2 separate regions of the Gasterosteus aculeatus genome follow, and region 1 is linked to region 2. The links are chromatin contacts, called in public Hi-C maps. All regions are on one chromosome and are shown on one strand. Each heading gives the region's core, a stretch centred on a gene start, on an enhancer-like site or on the middle of the called end of the contact. The rest is flanking DNA. Distances are from core to core; before and after follow the strand shown. Region 1 overlaps LOC120828320 (homeobox protein Dlx4a). Region 2 holds the start of nags (N-acetylglutamate synthase).

Region 1 (2,818 bases), core at 208-2,707, 51 kb after region 2:
TGCGACAAAGAATATGGAGGATTTTTTTTTACTACCTCTTTTCTGCGAGTCCTTGGTTCCCCGGCCCCTCCACCGTTTTGTTACAGAGACTAGGTAGTGTCAAGATGAGCTTTGTTATAAAAGGTGTTTCCCACAGTTTGCCTACTAATTATTGCCAGCCACGACGGCGACGCTGCTGTTGTTTTCCTGGAAACACCTACAGCAGGAACTACCACAAAAGTGGTTCGGACTACTTATCCAGGTTTTTATAAGTCTGTCTGTCTGTGGACAGATTCTAAGTCACAAGCAGTCCGGATGAAGAAGATGAAGGCAGTGTTTGAAGATGGGAGCTGTCAGTGTAATGGCAATTTCCAACATCGGGCCCAAGAGGCTTTTTCCCATAGAGGTCTGATGGCCAGCGAGTGTCATGTGATTCTGCAATTTCGACTCTTTACTGGTCACCAGAGCAACCACAGTGGCACTACACGCGTTGGAATTCAGACAGTCTGACTTTGAATCTAATAATAGTTAAAAAAAAAAAAAAAATCTTGTCGCACACCACAAGTGAATCGGTTTATATTAAGAACAGTTATAATCTCTACACTCCATTTATGTTTATTTAGCGCTGAGCCCAGAATAAAAGTGCATAAGAGCTCATTGTAAATAAGAGGGAGAAAAAAAAATACTACCTTGACCATCCAACGCTGCGGTGGGCTCCACGGGCTTGTCCCTGTCCTCTGGCGGTGACCCTGGATATAGACAGAGACACAGAGCAGCTTGTCAGCTGGAGTAGCCTGCTGGGCACATGCTCTCACACACACACACAAACGTGCAGTTCCTCAGGCATATGTTGTGTACATTTTTATACACGTACACAAAATGGAAAGTTACACACACACTCTAGCCGATAGTGATCACGCGCCACATCTCGACCCTGCCTCGGTGCCATTAGGCCGGCCGCCAACCGCTTTCCGTCTGAGTCTCTAATGCTCCCAGACGCTGCTGAGAAATGGCACGTAGCACGGCTCCAACTGCTTTTCTTGAAACGCTCCCTATCTCCATCCATCTCTCTTTAGCGCGCACACACACACACACACACACACACACTGCCCGTACAGCTTAAACTGCCCTCCATATGGACTCCTACTTCTAACAATCACAGCAAGCATTCTTCGCCCAGTATTCAAGATTTCATGCACACACTCACGCACCTGGCATGCCTCTGTTGCCACCCTGCTCCGCTAATGCCGGTGTCATTGGCTGCGCTGGCAGGGAAGCCGCCGGCAGCCGTGCTGCTGCTGGAATATGACACCAATAGTTAGGGCAGAAGGCCTGTCACTGAGGCTGCATTAGCATTAGCGTGCTGTTGATTGACTCCCGGCTCGTAGCGCCCACTAAAGGGTTTCATTAGCGCCCCGCAGGCACTGGAGCATGACACTGGAGCATGACACTGGAGCATGGCACTGGAGCATAACACTGGAGCATGACACTGGAGCATGACACTGGAGCATGGCACTGGAGCATGGCACTGTGCCCGTGGAGGGTTGTATATAGGGAAATCACCGTTGGTTTCAGGCCATGGCTGTAACAACTACGAGGACAATGGATTCATCATTTTTTTAAGTGCAATTGACAAAATATAGCAATTGGAGGAGTTGAAAGTTATTTTCTTAATAACAAGCATTATGTGGCATCGCTTCTTTATGGAGTGGTGCTTTGATTTGACAAATTTGCCACCATCCACGCTAAATAATAACTGGAATGGAACACGTTTTGCTTCATTATCACTTGGCTGAAATGATACTTATTATATTAGAATACAATTTACCTCATGGACCACTTAAAATAGCTTCATAAATACCTTTAAAAAATCCCATAAAACTAATGTGTAACCAAGTGTTAAATCTCTTCTTCGTCCGTCCTTTGTCGCCGGCCGCAAGGTAAAAGCCTTTTGGGCGTTCGTTTTCTTTTTTTTCTCCATTTGAAAAAAACCAGTTTGACACCAAAGTATCATTTGCTGACTGTGTGTAATTATTTATGATTCATGTGTCCTCTTAAACTGACAAGTTGCCCGAGAGGTGTATTTGCGTAATTTAATGCTGAATTTGCAAGACTCCAGGAAACTTGAGAACCATCCAGTTGTGTCAACAACGCAACTGAGCGGTCGGTGTCTGCTGGTGGGAGTGTGCTTATCTGTGTGTGTGCACACGTGCCTGCGTGTGTGTCTGCACGCATCGGGGCAATACGTAGAGCAGAGGAGGGTTTTAAATAACCGTTTCATTTGTTTCCTTAGAACCTACGTTCCTTGACTGCAGTGTCGTCTGCAGCAGGTGCGGTGGTGCTGGTGAGGCACCATCATGTGTAATCTTAATTGGTTTTATTTTTGCCGTATCGGTTGTCAGTAATTAGAACAGTGACACACTTGGGTTGTCGCCTCTCATTGGAACCACCCTGCAGACTTGTTGGTTTCCTTGCGTTTTCCATGGAAGCCGGACAGACGTACCCATTCACTGAAATGCCATCTAATCCCTGGGTAGGGTTGTGACAACAGGGGCGCTGTGGTACGGAGACATACGGGGGGGGGGGGGAGAGGGGCATTTGACGTTGTTCGGTTTGGCGGAGAAAACGAGATCGGTGTCGGATCACAATAACGTGGCACATCTTGAGAGCGAGTTGCTCCGCAGTACAATCCGTGCATCGTCAGGTCACACAGTTCATCCACCAAGAGATATTTGTTTTTGTTTTTAATAACTACGCCGACATTTGCCAGATTGTCTAACAAAGATTGTTAGACAATATGAATTATCGTTACGTTTTGTCATTCATAAAGATACGTGGA
Region 2 (3,199 bases), core at 188-2,687:
TAAGAAATGGTACCAGTTCATTAAGGATAAAACGACTACAACTAATTCATAAGGGCCTAATCACGTTATAAAACTCGCCTCCATGTGACAAACGGTCGGTACGTAGCAAAGTGACTACATCTTTCTCACTGAATAAAAGTTTACCCGCCATACCTCCAGTACGGCAAAGGCAGTAGACTGAGCCGAAGTCGCCCTCTGGAACTGGGTCAGCCAGTACCGGGCCTCCCGGGGGTTCCCGCCGACTTCGTTGAGGAACGCCTTCACGTCCCGGTAAATGAGATTCCCGTTGGTCGGCGCGTGTCGGTCGGAGAGACTTCCCGGCCGCTCGTGCTGGGCCAAAGCCACGCCGTTTCCTCCCGTCCCGGCGGCGACAGCGCTCATGGTCCGCGGCTGCGGACCGAACTTCTCCCGCCGCCGCTGACCGCCGGGGCACCGGGTCACAGACGGGGTGGACAGGTACCTTCCCGCCTTTACCATGGCTCGACAACCGGAGGCGCCGCCGGTCACTTTGGCCATGTTGCTGGTTCAGCAGCCGGGTGCTGGCAGCTCCTGGTCGGCGGGGAGGAAGTTTCACACACGCTGCTGAGTTGGCGGTTCTCACGTTTCATTTGACGGGGATATTAAGGGGGGTCAGAGGGGGCAAGGGGGGGGGTAGTACTGTAGGCTATTGGGCAGAATGCTGAATGTCTGGATGTTAATGTTTTTTTATTCTGTAACACGGGCGATCATTAACTAATGTTTATGTTTGTATATCCTTTAGCGTGTTAATGTGTTGTCTGTTTTGTGATGGTTTGTGTCAAAGCTGTGTGGCTTTTGTCGCCCTCTGGAGGACAGTAGGTGTAGTACAGCGACCAGGTTTACAATCCAAGAGCTTTTATACAACTGAAAGTGTTTATTTGTTTGATTTATTTTCATGCTATGATTTATTTCAAGTACAAATTACATACTGAAATACATTTGGGGAAACAGTCTGGATTAATATAAGTATTAGTTGGATTTTGATTTTAAAAAAGCCCTATACCATTTATGTTAGTGAGATAACTACAAGCAGGATGAGAATCTAGGGTCAAAGTTATTTAGGTTTTAGACAATCCACCAAATTAAAAGAAAACATGTAATAAAATTCCAGGCCAATAAGAAAAGTCAAATAGAACGTAAGTCAGGCTACACCACTCTAACCCGACATGGACAAAATGAACCTGACAAACTGAACACAAAGAGGAACATTTATAATGGATGACTGATTTGAAACAAAAGGGGAACATGAAGACCAACAATACCAAGCATCCAGCAAGCTTTGAAGCAAATTCTGCAATGTAGACAAACCATGAAATTGCAACCTCTGGTCACATGATAATATCAGGGCCAAAAATACTTTTTCCCAGAGGGAACTCTGGGAAAGAGACATCTGTAACTCAGCGGGTATTTTTATTTTTAGTTGAAACAACTTCCCAGCATATATATATATATATATATATATATATATTATTATTTTTTGCATGTGTAACCATGTTGGAAGTGTGAACTATAAAGAAAACCAAGGAGAGTTACCTACATTGAATAAGCTGTAAACCAAGGTGCACTTACGATATGGTCACTTGAACCCGAAACCATAATCTGACCCTGAACCTAAACTCACCGTAACCCCAGTTTCAAAAGGCACAAGCAGGTGACGTCCTGCTGTGTGGCGTCATATCAGGAAACGCTGCGTTGCTCTGGAAGACATTTAAAGTCTCTTCAGTGCTCCGGTGCTAATTTGAACATCCTCCGTCTGGCAGTTCAAAATACATCGTTGTGAAGATAGTGAGTAAAAAATTAATCTCTCCCAGCACTCCAACCTTGAAGTCGGCCTCTTCCCAGCTGGACCCCATCCCAGTAACGGATGTAATATCATCTCAATTCGACGGCAGAGTCAACGCAGTGCTCATCCTCCAGGCCGATCGCTCATTGACCTCCGCTAGTGTCTCTGCTACTTTTACTGCCCCACAAAAAGCCTCCCGTCGACCAGCTCGGCGACTTCAACAACACTTCTATTGGTTTATTTTTCTCTAGTCTGACTCTTTTGGTCAGTTTACACGCTTTGTGCACTTAATGCATGACTGCCAAACTTATTTATAAGTTGTCTCTGTTTGAAGACATGGTGTTTTTTGTCTTCATGTTTTGTCCCCCTATCTCAGTCTGTCATCAGGCATCTGCCTCGGCTGCCCTCGGGCAAGCATGCAAACACATCACCCCCCCCCCTCCCCCCCACACACACACACACACACACACACTCAGTAAGGGCAGTGCGGAGGTGCACGTACTGTATAATCTTCAGGAAGTAATTAGGGGGTGTAAGATCAAAGAGGGAGAACATTCCCCCTCCGACCACATTTCGACTCAAAGTCATCTTCAGGTTCTTGTGAAGGAACTCTGCGGATTACTCTGAAAATACTACTACACAATTGAAGTAGTTGTGCCTCATTTTCAGGTGGCAGCCTCGGGTTTTTTATTACTAGAACTTTAATATGACTATTCGTGGCTTCTGCAGGATTACGACGATCATCAGTGAAATGTTATTTGTTCCTTAATGCCAGACGCAGTACGGCTCAATGCACATCCTGTACTACACTCAGTTTTAAATAAAATGACACAAGTAATGACAACAAGCTCCAAAGAAACACACAGAAGCAGCTTAAAACAGTTTACAGCATTACTAAAGATAATTAGTTGAAACTCACATTAGGCTGGTTCAGTAGCCAACAGAAAGACGTCTTTATAAATGTACTATTCGCTGCTACAGTCTTCCCCTCTTAGACTTGTTCACTTATTTATACAGTAGAGGGCAGTGGACACCAAGGACAGACAGTGTGTCTCAGTTGGTTTCTACATCCTCCTCCAATCGGCATCATCCGCCAGTCGACTGAACATGCAGCAGATTGACCGTCAACATGATAATACGGCTCAGTGAATGCTCCGTAAAAACAGCTCCCAGTCCTCATAAAGTGAGGTGAGCTAAAAGATCAATCTTTCATTAGGAGATGAGACATTTATTGTACAGTAATTCATCTCGCTAGCCATCTCGACAATTGTTTTAGTCATTTTTTACAAACCTGCCGGCCTATAATGATTGTGCAACCTGTGCAAATTCATTTTTTTATTGGTACGATTTTGAACGGTAGACGAATGACAAACTCAAGGCTCTCTCAGTGTGGCACTT

The links. Hi-C and Micro-C count contacts between places; a contact is called where the count stands out from the background.
Region 1: a contact with region 2 is called in a Hi-C map of tail fin, with 1.8 times the contacts expected there. The contact joins the enhancer-like site here to the promoter of nags in region 2. A contact is called at or near these places in 3 of 6 Hi-C or Micro-C datasets (skeletal muscle, tail fin and whole body).

What each region holds. Positions count from the first base shown.
Region 1 is chr11:3,822,789-3,825,606 of fGasAcu3.hap1.1, forward strand. All of the region lies in intron 2 of LOC120828320 (homeobox protein Dlx4a), which reads left to right. LOC144384608 (a long non-coding RNA gene) reads right to left here. Exons shown (of 4, transcript XR_013451414.1): 2 at 669-728. Among protein-coding and RNA genes, the nearest start is that of LOC120828320, 6.5 kb to the left of the region's middle. Within about 2 kb of position 1,458, at least 5 of the 9 cell types and tissues checked have open chromatin away from gene starts, as enhancers often do.
Region 2 is chr11:3,772,215-3,775,413 of fGasAcu3.hap1.1, forward strand. nags (N-acetylglutamate synthase) reads right to left here and starts at 1,438. Exons shown (of 8, transcript XM_040191856.2): 1 at 154-1,438. The coding sequence starts at 516.